Linked DNA regions of Zea mays: all the other regions are linked to region 1. Evidence: chromatin contacts called from public Hi-C data. All regions are on one chromosome and are shown on one strand. Each heading gives the region's core, a stretch centred on a gene start, on an enhancer-like site or on the middle of the called end of the contact. The rest is flanking DNA. Distances are from core to core; before and after follow the strand shown. Region 1 holds the start of LOC103632715 (probable xyloglucan endotransglucosylase/hydrolase protein 28). Region 2 holds the start of LOC103632716 (vacuolar iron transporter 1.2-like). Region 3 holds the start of LOC100501482.

Region 1 (3,899 bases), core at 601-3,100:
GGAGCCCCGCGCCGGCCCCGCACTCCGACAGCGCGACGGGGTACCGCCGCCGGTCGTGGCAGTAGGAGTAGGAGGTGTGGGCGCGCCGGAACGCCGCCATGGCCGAGCGCTGCTCCGCGGACACGGCGAGCGGGGCCAGGCCCAGGCCCGCGCCGCACGACGCCACGGCGTGGTCGGCGGCGGGGTCGACGGCGCAGCCCTGGATGGCGAGGTCGGCGAACTCGGCCACGAACGGCGCGTACTTGTAGTTGACGCGGTACCGGCCGCCCAGCGTGGCCCACGCGGAGCCGTCCCAGATCGTGGCGTACAGGGACATGGGCTTGGACGGGAACGCCGCGCCCATGGCCGCCGTCCGCACCACCTCCCGGATCGGGGTCTCGTCGACGTAGAAACTGCCAATTGGACACGAGCACCAGGAAACAATACTTAAATTTGAATGCAAGAACGTTAGTACTTCTGACATTTCCATTGGATTCCATCACCCTCCCTTTTTATGACAAGAAAATCTTTTAGCTTCTCCTTTTGGACAGTGAGTGAGTCCAAGAGTTGCGCATTTAAACGGGCGCAAAGATCTCGGAAAGGCCCCCCAAATTAGCCGGGGGCACTGGGGCAGAGGTGGCGACGCCAGCAGCAGCAAAAGAGGCAACCAAAAGGACGGCGACTCCCGAGGACTTTGAGCACGGGCAGAGAGACACGGAGAAAGAAAGAGAGACGTTTCCTGTTTCTGCTAAGCCCTTCCACGAAGCGCGCCGAGCATAAGATGAGACACGGAAGAGGAAAACTGCACGGGCGACGGCGAGTGACGCAGGCAAGAAGAAAAACTCACATGATGCGGTCGCTGGTCCAGAGGATGGAGTAGTGGTGGAAGTCGTCGGTGGGGTCGAAGGGGAGGTCGTAGCGCTCCTCCCGGCCGGCGTCGGTGCTGCCGTTGCCGTACACGTTGGTCTGCACCCGCCACTCGCGGCCGCGCACGTTGCCCAGGAACTCGAAGTCCAGCTCGTCGTGCGTCTTCTCGTACACGTCGCCGTTCGACAGCTGCATTTGCATCGTTGGCGAGCGGGGACAAAAATGAGTGAAACGCCTTCTCTTTCAGCACAACATGGCGGACAAGTTTGGCTCACGACCGACTCACGTAGAACGCGACGACGACGCCCGCCGCGTAGTCGGCGGGCAGCTTGATGGCGGCGCTGAAGAAGCCGTGGAGGAAGACGTCCTGCGACGCGAACCCGGCTCCTGGGCGGAGGAAGGCGTGAGGTTTCGCAAACAACACCCAGGCGTTAGCGAAAAATCGCAACGGCGCCCCTCCGCTGCCGCTGCTGCAGTGCCAGCTGGGGACCGATCCGGCAAAAGAAAAGAAAAAAGAAGTGCAATGCGCCCCCCCCCCCCCCCCCCCCCCCGGCTCGGCCAGAAATCACGGAAGGGAGGAGAAACTGAAGGGGGCAGCAGGGCAGCTCACCGGTGGACTCGTCGAGCGTGAGGCGGACGCGCCTACCGTCGCGGAGGAGCGCGAGGTTGGCGCTGCCGAAGATCTGGGTGTACCCCTCGTCGAAGGCGAGCGGGCGCACGCCGTGGAGCGGCGGCGGCGGCCTGGCCTCGCCGCCGCGGGCGCACAGCGCGAGCAGGATCACCGCGAGCGAGAGCGTTGGCAGCAGCAGGGTACACGAGGCGCTGGACGCCATCTCTCTCTCACACACACTCTCGGTCGCTCGCTCCGGCCCTGCACTCTGCTTGCTGTCCTTGTGCGTCCGATGGCCTCCTCAGCCCGGTGCGGCCGGAGACAGTGGGGAGCGGTTTTATTGCGAGCCCTATTGCGACGGACGGACCTCTGCCTCGCATCAGCGCTTTCCCGTGAGGCTGCCTGCCTTTTCCTCCTCGGGCCGTGCGCCTGGCGAGCGCTGTGCCGCTGTTTCATTTCGGAATTCGAAGGCCCAGCTGACGTGGTCGCCCCACCACGGAGGACTGCGGGGCCAACGCCTCCTGGATTCCTGGGGCCCGGCCTGTGCTGACTACTACAACAACAGCCTGACGTACGCAATCCAATCCAAGGGCCAAGGAGCGCTCGGCTCTCTGAGTTTTTTTTTACTGGACGTTACCTATCTGGACGCACGACGCCCCGACTTGAGTGAAGTAACCAGTTAGGTTACGTGCGCAAATATCTGTTTTACTTTTAAGGTCTCACATCTCTATATAAGAAATCTGTACACTCCTTATAATACTGTTGGTGACTTGTTTTTAAATGTTATGAATAAAGAACAAGTCAACATAAAATGTTAAATATTAACGCCCTCGTCTTTCGAAACATTATTTTCCTTAGGATATAATGATCTTCAGACAAAGATCATGAAGGACATACCTTCGAATATCGAAGGTAAGATGGTAATAGAAGAAGCGTGTAAAATACAAAAGATAACATAAACAATCATATAGCATTATAAATTTATCTCCATTATATTATCATAAGAACATAAAAACAATATTGAATTACATTTGGTACCTTCGATTTGATAGACAGCAAAGGAACAAGCGTGATGCAAAAGCAAATACCAAGTCAGCGTGAACAGTACGGGGTACTGTTCATCTATTTATAGGCATGAGACGCAGCCCATGTGAAATTACATTCATGCCCTTTACATTTGCTAATGACTATAAGGTAACTCATCGGGGTCTAAATAGCCTTTTCTCCTTTAAGTCGGTTTTCTTTCCTGCTGTCATGCTGAAGCTCCCTTGCGCGTAGTTTCGGCGCTGCATCAATCTTCGTATTGTTCGTGTTTCTCCCACTGTTGTTCTGATTCAAATCCGAAGGTACCTGTTGAGAGTACCTAGAGGGGGGGTGAATAGGTGATCCTGTAAAACTTAAACTTATAGCCACAAAAACTTGTTAAGGGTTAGCACAATAATTGCCAAGTGGCTAAAGAGGAGATCTTACACAATATGACAATCACAAAGAATTCAACACAGAGAAGACACAGTGATTTATCCCGTGGTTCGGCCAAGTACAAAACTTGCCTACTCCACGTTGTGGCGTCCCAACGGACGAGGGTTGCAATCAACCCCTCTCAAGCGGTCCAAAGACCCACTTGAATACCACGGTGTTTTGCCTTGCTTATCTTTATCCCACTCGTGAGGAATCTCCACAAATTGGAGTCTCTCGCCCTTACACTTAAAGTTCACAAAGAAGCACGGAGTAAGGGAGGGAAGCAACACACACAAATCCACAGCGAAATGCGCACACACACGGCCAAGAATCGAGCTCAAAGACTATCTCAAAGTTCTCACAAGAACGGAGCTCGAATCACTTAGAATAACAAACGGATGCGCAAAGACTGAGTGTGGATGATCAAGAATGCTCTAAGGTTGCTTGGTGTCTCCCTCCATGCGCCTAGGGGTCCCTTTTATAGACCCAAGGCAGCTAGGAGCCGTTGAGAACAAATCTGGAAGGCCATCTTTGCCTTCTGTCATCGGGCGCACCGGACAGTCCGGTGCACACCGGACACTGTCCGGTGCCCGATTTCCTTCCTTAAACAGCGCAGTTGACCGTTGCAGATGCGGGAGCCGTTGGCGCACCGGACACGTCTGGTGCCCCCTTCCGACCGTTGGCTCGGCCACGTGTCCCGCGCAGATCGCGCGGCCGACCGTTGGCCCGGCCGACCGTTGGCTCACCGGACAGTCCGGTGAATTTTAGCCGTACGCCGTCGGCGAATTCCCGAGAGCGGCCACTTCGCTCGAGGCAACCTGGCGCACCGGACACTGTCCGGTGCACCACCGAACACTGTCCGGTGCACCACCGGACAGTCCGGTGCCCCAGACCGAAACAGCCTCTTGGCTGTACACAGCCAGCTTTCTTCTTTTCTTCTTCTTCCTGTTTCTAATACTTAGACAAGTATATTAGTACACAAAAC
Region 2 (3,756 bases), core at 1,075-3,574, 150 kb after region 1:
AAACGAAAATAGGAATACTAACGAAATGTGATATCCTAGCCCTTGGGATGGTGATATCCTGGCTCAAGGCTTAATATAATTAATAGTGTACTCATATCAATAAGGTGCATTTTCTTTTTCGGAAGCCTATCTCGAAAGAACCTCCAAGTTAAGTGTGTTGGGCTTGGAGTAATTTGGTATGGGTGACCGACCGGGATGTTTTCTCGGGTGCGCATGAGTGAGGACAAAATGCGCACAAAAGACTCGTGTTAGTCTGTGGGGATAATATATGATCCTAGATAGCTGCCAGGAGTAAGTACCGCATGTCCAGGATTGGACGGGGTGTTACAAGTGATATCAGAACCGACCCTCGCGATTTCACGGGCGTGTGTGGGTTAGGGGGTTCGGGTATATGGCGCATGTGGGCCCGGAGTGGTCACATGGCATGGCATATGACGACACTAGACACACAGACGTGGCTAAGAGGGGAGGTTCCTGTATTGGGGTTGACCGACGAGGACGTCGGTCTTCTAAGGGAATGGATTGTGATAATCTGGCCCCTGGGATGGTGATTTCCTTGTCCAAGACTTAATAGAATTAATAAATTATCCATACCAACAAGGTGAATCTTCTTTTTCGGAAGCCTATCTCGAAAAAACCTCCAAGCTAAGCGTGCTTGGCTTGGAGCAATTTGGGATGGGTGACCGACCGGAAAGTTTTCTCTGGTGCGCATGAGTGAGGACAAAATGCACACAAAAGACTCGTGTTGGTCTGTGGGGACGATATATGACCCTAAAGAGCTGCCAGGAGTAAGTACCATCGGTCCAGGGATTGGACGAGGTGTTACATGAAAACTCATAATTTAATGTAAACAGAAATGATATTGATGTTTGACTAGTGATTGATTGGCAGTACAATAACATCAAACAAATAGATACAGAGAGGCAACATTCTATTGTTGTTCGGTTGCTAATGGTGTACATTTAGCTACATCCGGTGTTGTTTAAGATTTTAGACCACTTGTCATTGAAAAGAGCCGATGGTTACAATGACCACTTGTGCTATAATTTGTCACCTAAAGACACGAGGCTTTAGTTTATATACTAATGTATATTAGGCTTGTCCCATATTTATCAAATAAGAAATAAATACGGGTTCAATGCAAATAAAAATAGGATCATGCAAAAACGGATAGAATAAACCCTCTACTGTTTCCGTCCTGTTTCCATATTTTTCCATAAATGCGAAAATGGTCGGGTCAAATGTAGAAAACGGTATGGGCCAGGACGGGATTTTACTCGTCCGTTTTCAACCCTATGTACGATCCCTAGCACATCATGTCTGCCTTGTGGGGCCAGTCAACCTCGGTCATGGGGGACTTCAGCACCGGAGTCACTATAGTGATCCACGCACCAGGAAAGACGGGGCAACACATCATGCCACTACGACACCATCAAACTCGCTACAGGGACCTACATACCGGACAGATGACGCAGTGCGCCACGCCGGAAGTACAGCTACCCACACTCGACCCTACGGACCCCGAGGATACGCTTCAGTACCCAAGGAAGCAGACCTCTCTCTCTAGAGGAAAACATACCACCTATGTAAAGTTCCCTTGAACTATAAAAGGGACGCCCCTCTTTCTTCATACACATGCACAATTTGTGACACTGTCCAGCCAATACTACGATCAACACTACACTGGACTAGGGCGTAAGCCTAAACCAGTATAATTCATCGTATCCCGACGATTCACCATTCAGAGTGATTATTTTTACCAAATTAATTTTTATAGAAGTCGCCTGAAAAGCTGAGCGTTTGTTAGTCCGCAACAGTTTTTGGTGGCGAGAAGCTGAAACAAACATGGCAAAAATCTCTCAAATCATTGGTGTCTAAAAACTGGTGTGGTCATTCTTAAGCTTTCGTTAGTGACTCAGTGAAAACAGGTGGAATCGGTTGAGAAAACATGATATGTTTTTTTGTAGAAGTTTGGTCCCTACACTAAACTTTTTGGATTCTTTTTGTTGTGAAGAAAAAAATGAGTAGAAGCTTGGTCCCTGCACTAAACTTATTTTAAGGCGGAATGTCAAAATTAAAATGACATCTAGAATGGATTTTTTAGGGATCTGAAACATGTTTTTATAAAAAAAATTCTAAAAAATATGAAGTCAGGTGCGAAAGAGAAACCAGACATTCACACTGGTTTGAATCTTTGTGAAGCCACAGCCACCCACTCCAAAACCACAAAAGCAACATCGACTACCACCCCATGTCCAAGTTGGTCATTTCCGCCCGAGCTAGCTAACCCCTATAAATGCCCCTCCCAGCTCAGCGTTCGCCTCACCAACAGAAAACCTCGCAGCTAGCAGCAAGATCTTAGCACAAACACCACAGCCCACAGGCTGATTAATCACTCCAAGACTAATCAAACGAACGCTTAGCTAATAGCGCGCGATCTTTTTTCCCCCTCCCCCTCTTGAGTCTTGAGCGTGCGAGAAGAGATGGCGCTGAACGGCGGCAAGACGACGTTGGTGCAGGACGAGGAGAAGCAGCAGCTTCTGCTGGAGAAGCACACCGAGAAGCACTTCACAGCGGGCGAGGTGGTCCGGGACATCATCATCGGCGTCTCCGACGGCCTCACCGTGCCCTTCGCGCTCGCCGCGGGGCTGTCCGGCGCCAACGCCTCCTCCGCGCTCGTGCTCACCGCGGGGCTCGCCGAGGTCGCCGCCGGCGCCATCTCCATGGGGCTCGGAGGGTAAGCTTCGCATGGATCCCCATTCTCTTCCGCGCATGCATGCTCCATCCGAGACCGCATCTCTCTCTCTCTCGATTTGCTTCTTCAGTTCACTGGTGCCGCGGTGCGGTCAGCAACCCGACATGCGTATTAGCATAACTGATGGCTGGTGCTGAGCTCATCTTGGCTTCACATGCCCTTGTTTCTTCCCAACGTTACAGATCGTGCATGCAGCTGTTGGTTTCAGTTTCGTATTCTTCTGCGCATTACAGCGCGTTTATGCAAACGTAATCAGTTGCTAATTAAAACTCCTGATCGCCAGTTAATTAATTTATAAAAGGGCGTTTCTCATGCTCGGAAACATTTTCCGATGGATACTCGTTACATGCATAACACACTCTCTGAAATTTGAAGTACTTTTGGGCCTCCGGACACGTCTGAAAGTGTGTGTTTTTGGTATCGAAATGTATATATGACGACTCAGTACAAACATGACTAAACATAGCTAGACGTTTGTAAATACAATACTTCTCTTCCAGAAGCATAAGTTCTATAAGGCAAACTAGCGTCATATTTCTTCCACAGGAAGAAAAAAAATCCACAGATGCAATTACTGCTCTCTGCAGTGCAGCACTCTGGTCACTGGTCAGGAAAGAGACAAGAATTCAGAAAAATTGCGATCCAAAATTGCGAACTGCTATTTTATTCATTTGTTTGTTTGTGTTTCCAACAGCTTGTGGGCCTGCACTCACGCAATTCGGCCCGCACGAATCTGACCCAAATAAATGACGTTTGAGCCCAGCTACCCACCCACCAAAACTAACCTCTTCAGTTGCTGTGCTGTGCGTGCGTTCAGGTACCTGGCGGCGAAGAGCGAGGCTGACCACTACAACCGGGAGCTGCAGCGCGAGCAGGACGAGATCGACACCGTCCCCGACGTCGGTAAGCAAACGCAACCGCCCGCGACGAGCTCACCTTCTTCTCTTCAGACGGCTAATGCATATGTAGTAAGGTCGTCTGACCATCGCCTCGTCCGTCCT
Region 3 (3,663 bases), core at 270-2,769, 220 kb after region 1:
CTCTCCGTATCCGTCCCCGTTTCCAGCAGACTCCGTATTTGCACTCCGCATGCAGTCTATGACAGCTGGGGCCCGCGAGCAGGAGGTGGCGCATGCAGTCTTCTGGGGAGAGGAGAGAGAAACCGTGGAAAAGGGGAGTGCAGGTACACGGCGTCTGTTTTGCGGAAACAGATGCGAAGCCTGCTGGAGAGCGAAATAGTGACTCAGAGCATGTATAATACGGATGCGGAGTGTTGCTGGAGTTGGTCTTAGCCGTCCAGGCCGGCTAAACCCAAGCTCCCGACGGGCCCCTGCCACAGGGAAGAAAAAAAACCCTCTCTTTCTTCCTGCCCGGGGGGAGCGACAGCTGGGCCGCGGCACGTGCCGCGGCGCCCTTCCCGGGCGACACGTAGGCGGCCGCACGTGCGCGGGAGCGGCGATCTCACACGGCCGACGCGGGCGGATATTTTCCCACGCGGGCTGCCCCGGCCGCCCGATGGGGATCGGACGGCGCGAGAGGGTCCGGAAGTGGATAGGGCTCAGCGCGGCGTGGTCCCCTTTTTCGCTCGCCTTGGCACTGGCAGGCAGATGCAGATCGTGGGAACTCACGCTTCCAGCTAGCTCCCCCTGTACTGCGCTGTCTCTGCGTGTGAACAACCCAACTTTTTTTTTCACGGTGGTCCCTCGGCCTCCTGTTATTCACATGCCGATCGAGGCGGATCGGGGGGCAAAAAAAATAAAAAAATAAAAAAATAAAAACTCCTGCGCTGCAGGCACAGGATTTGTTTAGGAGCGATTGATTCCTTGTCCAGTTTTTAGCAGTGCGCGGATGGGGCGGCGGCGGACGGGCTTAAGAGTTGCTGGCTGGCAGGAGAAAAAACAACGCGTCATTATCCAGTCCTTTCTTGGAAAAACAATTGAAGTCAAAAGATCGCATGTATGTGCAGGCGTGCAGCTACGAACGGAAATAAATAAATAAATAAATAAATAAATTGGAGACGGAGCAGGCGGGCGACAGATAAGACTCCAGGTTTCGCAAGGAACGCTTCCGTCCCGTTCCTGCTTGCCTTGGTAGAGAGTCCGGAGGAACAAATCCCCACCTCCCCCAACACGCTCTTTGAGCGACCAAAACGTGTGCTCGCTATCTAAAAACCAGCAAACAGGATAACGCTTTCGTTCGAGGCAGCAGCATACCATAATCGTGATCCGAACAGCTGCTGGGCGGGTGGGTGGGCGTGGGCAGCAGGACAGGACGGCAGGCAGAGGGCAAGCGGCCACCCAAGCGATAAACAACAAGAACACAGGGTTGTTTCCAGCAAATCGCCCGAGTTGTATTACTAGTATTTTATTCGGCGCGTCTCCATCGCGAGGCCACTCGGCTCGGCTGCTCGGCTCCGGATCGGCGTCTCTGCTACTAAACTAAAATAAAATAAAACGCTAAAGCTTATCGCAACTCGTTCTCTCGGCTGCTGCTCCTGCTGCTTGCTACTTAAACAAACACATCTCAGCGTCTCTTGCGATCGCTCAAGAGCCACCACCACCAGTCCACCACGCCCCCTGCACGCGACCCGAGGCCAAGAATCGCTTCCGTTCCGCGCCGCCTCCTATATCCAGCGAGCGGCGCTGCCAGCCCACGCCTCGCTCGAATCCCTCCTCCTTCCTGGAAACGGGGTTTGCTTTCCCTGCCCCGCCAAATCCTTTCTTCTCCATCCAGCCGGTTCCTACCCATCCTGCCGGCTGCGGCTGCGGCAGCGGCTGCCTGGCGCTGCCGTGCGTTGCAGAGCGAGGGCGAGGCGGAGGTGGCCAAATGCCGGTCCAGGACCGGGTCGTCGTCGTCGGCGAGCGCGCGAGACTCTGTCTCCCCCCTGCCGCCGGTCTGTCGAGGTGTGGTAGTGGTAGTGGCCGTCCCAGCTGGAGCACCTGAGACGTCGTTGCTCGGTCGTCCGGATTGATTTCGGCCGAAAGCTGCTTGTGGGTTTTTTTTTCCGGAAAGGGAGGGAGGGAGGGAGGGCAGCCTTTTCGGTTTTCTGATTGTTACTAGTTGCTCTGCGGATTCGATTCCCTTGCCGAGATTTATCTCTTCGCCGCCGGAGACTGGTGGACAGCAGATCCTCTTCCATCTCCGCCGGCCGTTCATTCTTAAGCTGCCTGCGAAGCTTTTTCTTGAGACCCTCTCCAGAGTACTGTTCGCCGGATCTTGGTTTGGAGGGCGAGCGGTGAAAGATCGAATCCTTGTTTGGAGGTTCAGCGGCAGGCAGCTCGCTGTGACGTCGCCCGTGCGGGCATGGTGTCCAGATCCTACTCGAACCTCCTGGAGCTCGCCGCCGGCGGCAGCGGCGGCGAGCCGCTGCCGTCGCTGGGGCGCCGCCGGATACCGCGCGTCGTGACGGCCTCCGGCATTGTGCCGGACCTCGACGTCTCCGACGCCGCCTCCGCCGCCGACCAGTCCTCCCACGCGCCGCGGGAGCGCGTCATCATCGTCGCCAACCAGCTCCCCGTCCGCGCCTCCCGCCGCGCCGCCGCCGGCGCCGGCGGCGGCGGGTGGGACTTCGCGTGGGACCAGGACAGCCTCCTCCTGCAGGTCAAGGACAGCCTCCGCGCGCACCACGGCCGCGCGGACGTGGAGTTCGTCTACGTCGGCGGCCTCCGCGACGACGTGCCCCCAGCCGAGCACGACCAGGTCGCGCACGACCTCCTCGAGGGCTTCCGCTGCGTTCCCACCTTCCTGCCCGCCGACCTCCGCTCCCGCTTCTACCACGGCTTCTGCAAGCAGCAGCTCTGGCCACTGTTCCATTACATGCTGCCACTGTCGCCGGAGCTAGGCGGCCGCTTCGACCGCCTCCTCTGGCAGGCCTACGTGTCGGTCAACAAGATCTTCGCCGACAAGATCCTGGAGGTGATCAGCCCCGACGAAGACTTCGTCTGGGTGCACGATTACCATCTCATGGTGCTCCCCACATTCCTGCGGAAGCGCTTCAACCGGGTCAAGCTCGGGTTCTTCCTCCATAGCCCCTTCCCGTCGTCGGAGATCTACAAGACCCTGCCTGTGCGTGAGGAGCTGCTCCGGTCGCTGCTGAACGCCGATCTGATTGGCTTCCACACTTTTGATTATGCCAGACACTTCTTGTCGTGCTGCAGCAGGATGCTCGGGCTCAAGTATGAGTCGCAGAGGGGCTACATTGCTCTGGAGTACTATGGCCGGACAGTTACTATCAAGATCTTGCCTGTGGGAGTACACTTGGAGCAGCTACGGTCAGTCCTCAACCTCCCGGAGCTTGGGGTCAAGGTGGCCGAGCTTCTGAAACAGTTCTGTCATCGGAACCGTCTGCTGTTGCTTGGTGTTGATGACATGGATATCTTCAAAGGAATTAGCTTGAAGCTTTTGGCGTTTGAGCAGCTCCTAATGCAGCATCCGGAGTGGCGGGGAAGGGTGGTGCTTGTTCAGATCGCCAATCCAGCAAGGGGGCGGGGAAAGGATGTGAGGGAGGTACAGGAAGAGAGCGATGCAATGGTGAGGCGCATCAACGACGCGTTCGGGCAGCCAGGTTACCAGCCGGTGATACTGATCGACCAGCCTCTGCAGTTCTATGAGAGGATGGCTTACTATGTCGTCGCGGAGTGCTGTTTGGTCACTGCAGTGAGGGACGGGATGAACCTGATCCCATACGAGTACGTAATTGCTCG

The links. A called contact is a pair of places that touch in the nucleus more often than the background predicts.
Region 2: a Hi-C map of endosperm shows a contact between it and region 1, with 3 times the contacts expected there. The contact joins the promoter of LOC103632716 here to the promoter of LOC103632715 in region 1. A contact is called at or near these places in 3 of 25 Hi-C or Micro-C datasets (bundle sheath, ear and endosperm).
Region 3: a Hi-C map of endosperm shows a contact between it and region 1, with 4 times the contacts expected there. The contact joins the promoter of LOC100501482 here to the promoter of LOC103632715 in region 1. A contact is called at or near these places in 3 of 25 Hi-C or Micro-C datasets (bundle sheath, endosperm and leaf mesophyll).

What each region holds. Positions count from the first base shown.
Region 1 is chr7:112,408,153-112,412,051 of Zm-B73-REFERENCE-NAM-5.0, forward strand. It overlaps LOC103632715 (probable xyloglucan endotransglucosylase/hydrolase protein 28), which reads right to left and starts at 1,851. Exons shown (of 4, transcript XM_008654459.3): 1 at 1,457-1,851; 2 at 1,133-1,233; 3 at 827-1,035; 4 at 1-392. The coding sequence starts at 1,679.
Region 2 is chr7:112,562,275-112,566,030 of Zm-B73-REFERENCE-NAM-5.0, forward strand. LOC103632716 (vacuolar iron transporter 1.2-like) reads left to right here and starts at 2,325. Exons shown (of 3, transcript NM_001319724.1): 1 at 2,325-2,737; 2 at 3,573-3,658. The coding sequence starts at 2,484.
Region 3 is chr7:112,625,724-112,629,386 of Zm-B73-REFERENCE-NAM-5.0, forward strand. It overlaps LOC100501482, which reads left to right and starts at 1,520. Exons shown (of 3, transcript NM_001366928.1): 1 at 1,520-3,663. The coding sequence starts at 2,264.